Linked DNA regions of Rattus norvegicus: regions 2 and 3 are each linked to region 1. A link is a contact called in public Hi-C data. All regions are on one chromosome and are shown on one strand. The core of a region is the stretch at or near the end of the contact, and the rest is flanking DNA. Distances in the headings are between cores, read along the strand shown. Region 1 holds the start of Myo1e (myosin IE). Region 2 overlaps Myo1e (myosin IE). Region 3 overlaps Fam81a (family with sequence similarity 81, member A).

What was found. A called contact is a pair of places that touch in the nucleus more often than the background predicts.
Region 2: a contact with region 1 is called in a Hi-C map of liver, with 3 times the contacts expected there. The contact joins the enhancer-like site here to the promoter of Myo1e in region 1. A contact is called at or near these places in 8 of 12 Hi-C or Micro-C datasets (the A7r5 cell line, frontal cortex, hepatocytes and 4 more).
Region 3: a contact with region 1 is called in a Hi-C map of the A7r5 cell line, with 3 times the contacts expected there. The contact joins the enhancer-like site here to the promoter of Myo1e in region 1. A contact is called at or near these places in 7 of 12 Hi-C or Micro-C datasets (the A7r5 cell line, the Rat2 cell line, Schwann cells and 4 more).

What each region holds. Positions count from the first base shown.
Region 1 is chr8:79,766,989-79,770,324 of GRCr8, forward strand. It overlaps Myo1e (myosin IE), which reads left to right and starts at 1,840. Exons shown (of 28, transcript NM_173101.2): 1 at 1,840-2,129. The coding sequence starts at 2,127. It also overlaps the pseudogene Rpl37a-ps11.
Region 2 is chr8:79,878,730-79,882,065 of GRCr8, forward strand. Myo1e (myosin IE) reads left to right here. Exons shown (of 28, transcript NM_173101.2): 6 at 2,700-2,789. Among named protein-coding and RNA genes, the nearest start is that of Ccnb2, 100 kb to the right of the region's middle. Within about 2 kb of position 1,477, at least 11 of the 93 cell types and tissues checked have an H3K27ac peak or open chromatin away from gene starts, as enhancers often do. A contact at or near this core is called in the A7r5 cell line, kidney and liver, where this site is marked.
Region 3 is chr8:79,668,299-79,671,634 of GRCr8, forward strand. All of the region lies in intron 3 of Fam81a (family with sequence similarity 81, member A), which reads right to left. Among named protein-coding and RNA genes, the nearest start is that of Fam81a, 33 kb to the right of the region's middle. Within about 2 kb of position 1,728, at least 11 of the 93 cell types and tissues checked have an H3K27ac peak or open chromatin away from gene starts, as enhancers often do. A contact at or near this core is called in the A7r5 cell line and Schwann cells, where this site is marked.

The DNA.
Region 1 (3,336 bases), core at 590-3,089:
ACTGGCAAAGCAGGTAGGTCCTCCAGGTCCAGGTGAGTCACCCTCAGCCTAGCGCCTGGAAGTGAGTATTCTCCCAGCAGACTTCAGATGCAGATGTAGAACTGTCAGCTCCTCCTGCACCATGCCTGCCTGGATGCTGCCATGCTCCCACCTTAGGACTGAACCTCTGAACCTGTAAGCCAGCCCCAGTTAATGTTGTTCTTTATAAGACTTGGTTTGGTCATGGTGTCTGCTCACAGCAGTAAAACCCTAACTAAGATATTGCCCAAACGGGAAATGGTTACAAAAATTCAAACATGACTTCCTTTCAAATTGTTGTGAGATGGCTCTGTGATTAAAGGCACTCGCTGCCAAACCTAACCGCCTGAGTTCAACCCCTGGGACCAACATGGTGGAGGGAAAACAAGCTCCCACAAGTTGTCCTCCGAAGTGCACATATGCTCCCCCCCCTTTTAAAAAAAATTGATGTAATTCACATACCATAAGATTCTTACTTGGAAACTTACAATTCAGTGGTTTGGGGTCTAGTCAGTTTTACCACCACCATCAGTACCTAGGGGATATCCTTGGACCACCCCCCAAGACAAAGCCCCTTTGTTCCATCCGCTGTCAGGCCACACTCCACACCCCCAAGCAGCCAAGATCTACTACTCCCTCTAAGCAGTGTTCCCTACCCACCGCTAGAACACATGGAATGGCACCTGGTGAACTTGAACCTTGACCTCTTTCACATAATAGTTTTCCTGGGTCCTTCCATCTCTGTTGCAGGGTGTATCAGCATTCACTCCTTTTCCTGGTTTGGCCATAGTCCTCGGTAGGTGTGCACCACATTAAAACAAAGTGCAAAACTCTAACTAGCCAAGATTTTTTTTTTTTATTTTATTTTACTATAGATTCACGTGAAGGGGGACGACCGAATCTCAAGATATTCTGTGCTCTGGAACTTTTCTTACTGAACTTTTCTTCCTCAGACACTGGGAGCGCAGCCCCGTGGTGGCCCTGCGAGTTTGCTTCCCTTCACTAGGAGTCAGACTCCCTCATCGTGTTTAGGAATCTGTGTTCCCCTCCCTCCTAGGCTACCTGGTTTCCTGAAACCGGACACCGCAGAGGACCAAGCTCTCTCTCTCTCTCTCTCTCTCTCTCTCTCTCTCTCTCTCTCTCCCTCCCTCCCTCCCTCCCTCCCCCCTCCCTCTCAATCTCCTCCGTTCCCAAGGAAATGAATTCAGGTATAAAGGACCGGTGGAGGAAATGTTTTCGACTTTCTTCACAATCCAGAGAGAGAGAGAGAGAGAGAGAGAGAGAGAGAGAGAGAGAGAGAAAGAAAGAAAGAAGGAAAGAAAGAAAGGAAGGAAGGAAGGAAGGAAGGAAGGATTTCCTTTGGGCTGCGACTTTGTGATCTTTTATAAATACTTTTTGAAATACTTATTTTAAAAAAGAAGAATCTAGGAAAATCATGCGACTTGTGCGTAGGAGCTAAATCGATGCTAAGTTTCTCCTTAATGAGAAGAGACACGAGAGCGGTTTCCCACTCACCCCAAGTGTTTTCATCCTTTCGGTTTGGGGGTGGCTCCTTGGGGACCGATGGGACAGCAGCGTGCTCTGCAGGGTAGCGAGGCCGCAGGACTACAAGATCCAGAGGCCTTTGGAAACTCTTGTAGTTTCACGCTTGTTGGCTACCTCGGCTTCTCTGAGGAGTGACGCTGCGAAAACAAACTCTGATTGGTCAGGCCTGTGCTGAATTCTCCATTTATGGACAGATTGCCCGGCCCGAGCCCAGCCTGAGCCAGAGAAGAGTTTGGATTAAGTGTTAAGGGAAAGGAGGTCCAGGCAAGGCAGCTGGACAGGCAGTCCTGCAGAGCGCATCAGGGTGCATCTCTAGACAGTTGGGGATCGCCAGGTCGGAGTGTGCACCGGGTCTGCTAAGTTTTGCCTTCACCCAGAGTCTTGGATCCCGCCTGGATGGAGTCCCTTCTGGGTTTCCATTGGCTCCTGTGAGTGCTTGGGTGTCTGGAGATTGTTTTTTGGCGAAGGGGAACAACTTTTGAAGTTCGCCCAGGAGACCGCGTTCCAACCCTAGTGCCTAGGCAGCCGGACCCGGCGGGGGCGCGACCGCGGCGGGAGTCACCATGGTGAGTTGGCTGCGCCGCGTCCCAGGACGCCTGACCCTGGGAGAGGGCAGGAAGCTCCAGAGCGGGCACCTACCTTGGGCAAGCTGCCCAGGCCAGGGGGTGGAGAAGGTGGACGCGGGAGTATGCACTTCTGGAGCTCTGATTTCCTGCCGTTTGCAGTTAAACCGGTCTTAGCCGGGAAGAGGGACCAAGGGTGGCAAGGAAAACTCTCTGAAGTGACTTTCTGCGCCGGCAAAGTTTTGGTGGCAGTGTTGTTGTGGCTGCCAGCTGTCTGAAGCCAGAGAGTGTGTATGTCCGTTTTCACCCGCATAGTCGTGGGACTGGAGACTCTGTTCTCCTCCAGCGAAGGTGAGGGGCACGCCTGTGTCCCTCGGGTCCTCTCCCCTGGGCAGGCACCGGCGTGAGCTCCCTGGCAGGCTGATCCCGCAGCTGCCCTCCTGGCATCGGGGAGGACCCGGGCAGCCCCGCCTGCGCTGGTGATGGGCCGAGCGCTGCACAAAGGCAGGCAGGGGCTCCAGGTACCGCGGAGCACCTGGCGGTGGCCCGGGCTGCGGGGACCCTGTGACGACAGCGCGCAGGGGCAGTCACGCTGGCGGGGAGCCCAGGCCCGTAGGGTCCCTGTGTGGGGTAAACACCTCCTGCGGAGGGCTCCACCCGGTCCCCAGCTCGAGAGGACCGCCACCCTGGTCTACATGCCACAACTCTCCGAGAACGTTCCCGGTTTTGTTCCTTTCCGCTTGGCACTTGGGGGAGTGTATGGCATGGACTGCCTCTCTCTAACTCATTTGAGACTTTTGCCACTACCCAGAGGAGTCCCCAGCCTAACTACCCTCCTCTCACAGTTCCAATAACCTTAGCCACATCCCCTGGACTTTGCCGTGGTGTGGCTTTCCTACCAAAGGACGAAAACAAAGATTGAATTTTGAAGAGATAGCCAGTCCACCCGGACCAAAAGAAAAGAAAAACTTTTTAAAAACTTAAAAAAAAAAGTTTTAAAAATTCTAGAAGGCTTCAAAGTTTCCACACTTGCTTCTTGGTGGAGGAACTTGTCCTCTTGACTTTCTCGTTGTTTACTGGCGGTGAGGGGGAAGCTTACTAAAAAAGATGCCTAGCATAGCGCTGGCTTGAGAAATCCCCAGATCCCCAGCGCCAAGCATCCACCCCGCAGGCCGGGTTGAACCCACATTGAGCTTACAAACAGTCCTTA
Region 2 (3,336 bases), core at 227-2,726, 110 kb after region 1:
GAATTCCTGTTCTTATAACATTGCTGGGAAAATGTTGGGACACAGTTGCTTGTTACTGATAGGAGAATCAAATAGCACAAGTCTATAGCGGCTATCTCAGTAAAATCTAGGAAATCACACTTCTCCTCCTCTTCTTCCTCCTCCTCCTTCTCCTTCTCCTCCATCCTCTTCTTCCTCTTCTTCCTCCTCTTCCTCTTCCTCTTCTTCATCTTCTTCCTTTTCCTCCTCTCTTCATCTTCTTCCTCTTCCTCTTCACTTTCTCTTCTTCCTCTTCCTCCTCCTCTTTCTCTTCTTCCTCTTCCTCCTCCTTCTTTTCTTCTTCTTCTATGTCTTGGTCTTCATCTTTGTTTTGGAGATGGCTATCTTACTGAGGTGCCAAGGACAGCCTTAAACTTCCTATCTCTACCTCAGGGATGCATCACTACGCCCATGTTATTTGGTGCTGGGGATGGAACCCGACTTGTGGTAGGGCCCTAGGATGCTGAGTAAGCACTTTACCAGCTGAGCTATAGCCTGAACCCCACGTAAGGTTTTAAGTTGATCTCTTGAGCTGGCCATGTAGCTCAGTGTTAGGAAGCTTCTTGGCTGGGCATGAATACTTCTCTAGTGTGCACAGAGCCCCAGGTTTCATCCCCAACATAAGCTAAGTGTAGTAGCTACATGCATGTATCCCAGGACTTGGGCGGTGGAGCAGACAAATGGAGAATTCTGGGTAGTGTGGTTGAGGCCAGTCTGGACTATATGAGACTGTCTTTTAAAAATTAATAAAAGGGAGGAAAGCAAGAATGCATGCCTGCCATCCCTGAATCAATTGTCCTGAGTTTGTTTAATCCCAGCACTTCAGTTGATTAATAACAACAACAATAATAATATAAGGCTGTTTTTAAGGGAAAGGCTTCGAGATCTTTTCTTTCTGTCTCCCCGAGAGAAACTGTGTATCATTTCTAGTTTGCAAACAGAACATTAAAAGGAATAGCAAAGATTCACGAATTCCAAATTTACTTTACAAAGAAGTACAGAGTTAATGTACAGCCCTGGGTTGTAAAGGAGAGAGGCAGTTTAGGGGCGGAGCTAAATCTGATTGGACGGGGAGAATCACCCAGAGTCTGCCTCTGCGCTAGTGACTATCACTGGTGCCTGCAAGCCTTGTGCCATTCTCTCTGCCGGGATGTTCATTCAAGGGTGCCATAGGAGTGCGTGACTGGTTCCCATAGTCGGTTTTAGTACCTTCATCTAGTCCCATTTGCCATGTCCTGTGACCCAGTGGCCAAGCTGCAGACGGTTAATGTTGATTTTTCCCTTCCTGTTTTCCTTCGAGGACATCGATCCAGAACTCTTGGCTTCAAATTAGTCAGTAGCTCAAGAGCACAAGCCAGGAGACTTGTTATTTCTGGAACACATTTAACCATAGCATGTGAATAATTAGACGTACAAGGAGTGAGTCACTGTCCAAAGTCCTCTCTCAGCACCAACTCCTATCAGCTGAGAGGCCTCATGCCTGTGACGTGTTTTGCACACTTTTAAGCCTGGTGCAGGACTGGAGTGTTCATACTAAATTCTTCTCCTGTTGTTGGCCCATAGCTACGTCCCATGATCTGGTGCTTCTCCAGGCTGCCCTGAGTGTGAATTCATGCTAGAAGATGCAGCAGTAACTCAGGGCTGCTTTCAGGGAGTTGGTTCAAAAGCTCGCTAGGAGCAGGGGTTGCTTTGAAATACAGATTCCCAGACCTTGCTCTAGACCTACTAACCCTGCCTACCTCTGCATTTTAGCTGGACACACAGTCATCCCCGGGTGATTGGGGCACAGTTAAAGTAGTAGGCACACAGATCATGTTTCTATAGAAGTTTGGAGAGGAGAAGATGGGTCACTGCCGTCTCGATAAGTCTTGCCTCTACGGTGGCAAGTGGAACAGTTGGGGAGGATGCAACAGAGAATGCAAGATGCAAAGAGACTTCTTCATGCTTCTCTTTCCCCCTCCCTGTGATCACCAACAGGCCCAGACGTGCAGGAGGGGGTCACAGCAAGGAGAATGCAAACCCAATCCCATGTTGTGTAGATTCTGGGTTCCTGGTAGCCCCTCGGCTTTGGGATCCTGTTTCAAACCATAAGGGTTGGGAAACCTGGTTATACAAGTAGGCTTAGGTCTGTGGTCATGCAAGAATACATTATCGTCAGGAATGGTAGCTCAGTTGATAGCATACTTGACTGGTGGGCACAAAGCCCTGGTGTTGACCCCCAGCATTGGATAAGCCACACGTCGTGGCACAGGCCTGTAGTCTCAGGTCTTGGGAAGTAGAGGCAGGAGGATCTAGGGTTCAAAACCATCTTCAGCTACATATCAGGTTTGATGCTAGCCGGAAACACATGTCACTCTCTTTCCAAAAAACAGCTGGGCATAGGAATGCGTGTCTTTAATCCCAGCATTTGGAAGACAGGGGCAGATCTATCTCTGTGAGTTTAAGGCCAGCCTGCTCTACACAGTGAGATTCAGGCCATACAGGGCTACATTGTAAAATCCTGTCTCAATAAAACAAGGCAAAACCAAAATGAATTCTCCAGAAATGTCCTAGGACACATACATGACTGGAACTTCTTACCTTTTAATATTCAGAAAGTGGGACGTTGGGGAAAGTTGACTTTGACATCGTGTGCTAAGCATCCATTATTTTCCTAACCCGTCTCTTGTCTGCCACAATAGCATGTCAAGGACATCATCCTTCAGTCCAACCCACTCCTGGAGGCCTTCGGGAATGCCAAGACAGTCCGCAACAACAACTCCAGCCGATTTGTAAGTGCCCTGATTCCAGTCTCGGGAACTCTTCCCATATCCTGAAAAATGGGCTTTTCTATCTCTCTTTTATCGTCTAAGCAATGCACCCTTTGACAGAAATTATTTTTGTGCTTTGAACATAAACAAGACAATTTCAGAAATGGCTCCTCCCTTGAGTTACTTCAGTAAGGAAAACTACAGTTGATGCAGGGGGTTGCCCTGGTCCTGGGGAAGTGTGCAGTCTGCTTGGAGGAAAGAAATGAGAAGATTAGGGGAAGCTTGAGATCCAGGCCTGAGTGAGGGAACTTGTTCCGTGGAGCTGTGTCTGGAAGGAGTGCACTTGGGCTGAGGGAGACCCAGGACAGACCCTTCCTCCCCTAGGCCTCTGCTTGCCTCACCTCCTGGTTTCTGAATTTGTTTGCTGAATACTCACAGAGGAGCCCCTGTGCTGGTGTCTCCTGACACTATGCACCCAGGCCTAGGACAAGGTCACCCTTGCAGCCCTGAGAATGCCGTTCTTAAATGTCTCAGACTAAAAGTCTTGGCAGTGGGGTACTGAAATGTG
Region 3 (3,336 bases), core at 478-2,977, 99 kb before region 1:
TTTTAGCAGTGCACTGATGAACCCAGAAGCAGAGACCCAGGACACACAGAAAGAGGTACCACTCCCAACTGAAGGTCCCCTAACCAGCAATAAAACTCTGCTCTTAGGGTTGGGGATTTAGCTCAGTGGTAGAGCACTTGCCTAGCAAGCGCAAGGCCCTGAGTTCGGTCCCCAGCTCAAAAAAAAAAAAAAAAAAAAAAAAAAAAAGAAGAAGAAGACTCTGTTCTTTTTTGCTGTCTTTCCTTAATATGAAAGTGATTTTGTTTCAGGACAATAGCTGCTATGCCCTAAGCTGAGTGTAGACTTTTTTGCTTGTCTTTTGAGACAGTAGCTCACAGTGTAATCACGGCTGACCTCCAGTTTCCCCTCCTCCTGCCTGAGCAACCTCAAGCATTGAGGATCTCAGGGATAATCCACCATGCCCAGCTCCTGGTATTTTATTTTACACAGTTTTAATTTCAGTTTGAGCTTCTCTTTGATTTAAGAATGTCTGAATATCTAGGATGTCGGAATTAATTAGAGTTGATTTAAGGATGTGTGAATATCTAAGGATGTCGGAATTTATTACAGTTGGCCGGCACAGTGACACAAATATGTAATCCCAACACTCAGGAGGATTTTGAATCTGAAGCTAGCCAAGGTTACATCACAAGACGTCTCAAAAAATAAAAACAGAATTTAAATTGTGTTTCTTTATTTCAAGCTGTTAAGATTTGTTTTTTTTAAAATATTTTTTTATTAAATTTTATTTAGTTCGGAGCAGGATGTGAGAGAACAGCTTTCAGAAGTCGATTCTCTCGATCTGGGGAAACAGATTGAAGTTTTTAGGTGTGGCAGCAGATGCCTGTTTCTGCTGGTCCGTCTCACTGGCTCTGTCTTTGTTAGTTAATCCTCACTGTACTGGCTTAGGACAAAGTCAGTAAGATACTTCATGTTTTTAACATGCTAAGTTTTGCTTCGAGGCACCAAGTTTTTGAATTTTTACTTATGTGGATTTGTGTGTGAGCCTATGCCGTGTGTGTGTGTGTGTGTGTGTGTGTGTGTGTGTGTGTGTGTGTGTGAGAGAGAGAGAGAGAGAGAGAGAGAGAGAGAGAGAGAGAGAGAGAACTGGAGTTACAGGTAATTGGGATCACACTGAAGTGGGTGTTAGGAACCGAATCAAGTTGGACCACGGAACCATCTTTCCAGCATCGACAACCCTACTCTGCTTTTAAAAACGCATTTCAACCTGGAGCTTGGTGAACTTTTCTAACTCTTTTCTTCAACTCCCCTGTGTAACTACTATTGCCTCCCCCCCCCCCCCCCCCCCGCTCCCGCTGGAGCCCCTGCCAGTCCTGCGCTGGTCTGACTTGCCCTTCCTGACAGCCCTACTCTGTCATCTCTCTGGGGTTTCTTGCACTTTTTCCTGGGCCCCACAAAACTCTAAAGTCATGGCAGCAGCTTTACCGTGTGCTCACAGGTCCTAAATATGTAAATTGCTCTTTTATTCCCGGCCCACTGGTTCCCTCTGCTGGGAGGCGTGGCTTTGCCTCCTCCTATGGCTGCTGGGTCCTCTGACTCGAGGCAGCTTTTCTTTGTCGGCTCAGTGGGTGTTTCTGACAAGGGTGGAAGTGTCAGTAGGCCGGTGAGGGAGCTGTGCCAGTCGTAGCCAAAGACTAAGAGGAAGAGTGGGCCTCCACAGCGGCCTCCACAATGTCTCCTTCAGTCACAGAGGGAGGTAGTGAGCCTGGCTCCTCCTCCTCAGATTCCTAAGGCCTCACTCTGTCTTTCCTGGCTGGAGGCAATGCTGGCACCGCCAGACCCTCACGTCTGTGCAATCCAGGTGCGCAAGGACTGGGGCTAGTGAGGAGGCAGGCACTAGTGACCAGTGTCCCTTACCTCCAGTACGGATATAGGGACCTGTTTCCCTGGTTTTGTTCAGCTTGGTGACACTTACATCTTATCACCACTGAAAATGGAGTCTGCAATTGCCAGACCTATTATTTCCTGTGGCTCCCAATTCTTCAATGAATGAACCTGCTCTCCGAAGAAGAGTGCAGACTAGCTACAATCACCTATGAATGGCAAAAATGTTACTCATCTGAGCACATTCCTGCAAGGAGACCTCAAATCTGACTAATTCATCTCTGGCACTCTCCCACTGATGAGAGGCGCTGGCAGCGCTCGCTCTCTCTCCCCCTCTCCCTCTCTCCTTCCCCCCTCTTTCTCTCTTTCTCTCTCTAGGCTCACACAATGGGAAACTACACCTAATTAATAGCAGCAGCAAATAGGAAGAACACTCAGGCTTCTTCCAATGTTGTTGATAACCGCAAGGGCACAAGGCCATGGTGCTCAAATGCCTTCGGGAAAACACACGTGTCATCCAGAAGACCTGTTCCATGTGCAGAGTCTCAGGTCCAGTTCCCAGAAACCCAAAGCTAGAGAGCCTGAACCATCCATTGCACTGGATGCCAGGAAAACCAGGCTTTGCTTTGGTTTTCAATCCCTGAGTGAAGGAACCGGAAAGGAGCTCACGAAAGAGGTGCTTGAAATAATTACCACAGTCAACCTTTTCTAGTAGCCAGAGAAACAGGAGCGGCACGGGGCGGGGTGGGGATGTGGTTCAGTTACCAGTGTGCTTGTGGAGTACCGCATAGCTTTGTGTTCTGTCTAAGTAGAGTAAGCCTGATGCGGCAGACATATCTGTAATCCCGGCATCTGGCGGCCGGGGAAGGAAGATCAAAAGTTCTGGGTCTTTTTTGGCTACAAAGTAGTTTGAAAGATCCAGAACCATTCTGAGGTAGAGTGCCAGCAGGGGATGTGGCTGAGGGCATGTGGCTTCGGGGGAGCTGTGGGATGGGGATGCTAGACATATATGAAGGCACAGGCTGAATGGGTGCTTTCTGTCCTGTTGTGCTGTGGGCCTAACATAGCTACATAAATAAATACAGTCTGTTTTATTGTTTGTTTTGCTATACTAGAGACTGAACACAGAGCCTTATATATAGTACTTATGTATACACCCAGCCCAAGGTCTACTAAAAAAATTGTATTTATTTTTATGGCTCAGTTGGTCGAGTGCTTCCCATGCAAAGAAAATATTTCAAGCTTGATCCCCAGTCCCCACGTAAAAGCCAGGACTGTCCCCGCAAGCTGGGATCCCAGCACTGGAAAGGCAGAGGGAGGAGGCTCTGAGCCTGTCTGCAAAGTGTGATAGGAATGGATTCGGAAAGACACTCCATGTCAACCTCTGACCTCTACATACACACTACATACACATGTGTGAACATATACACACATACATACATTTAAAAAACAAACTAAAATTACAGTATTTCAATTGTAATCCCCAAAGTA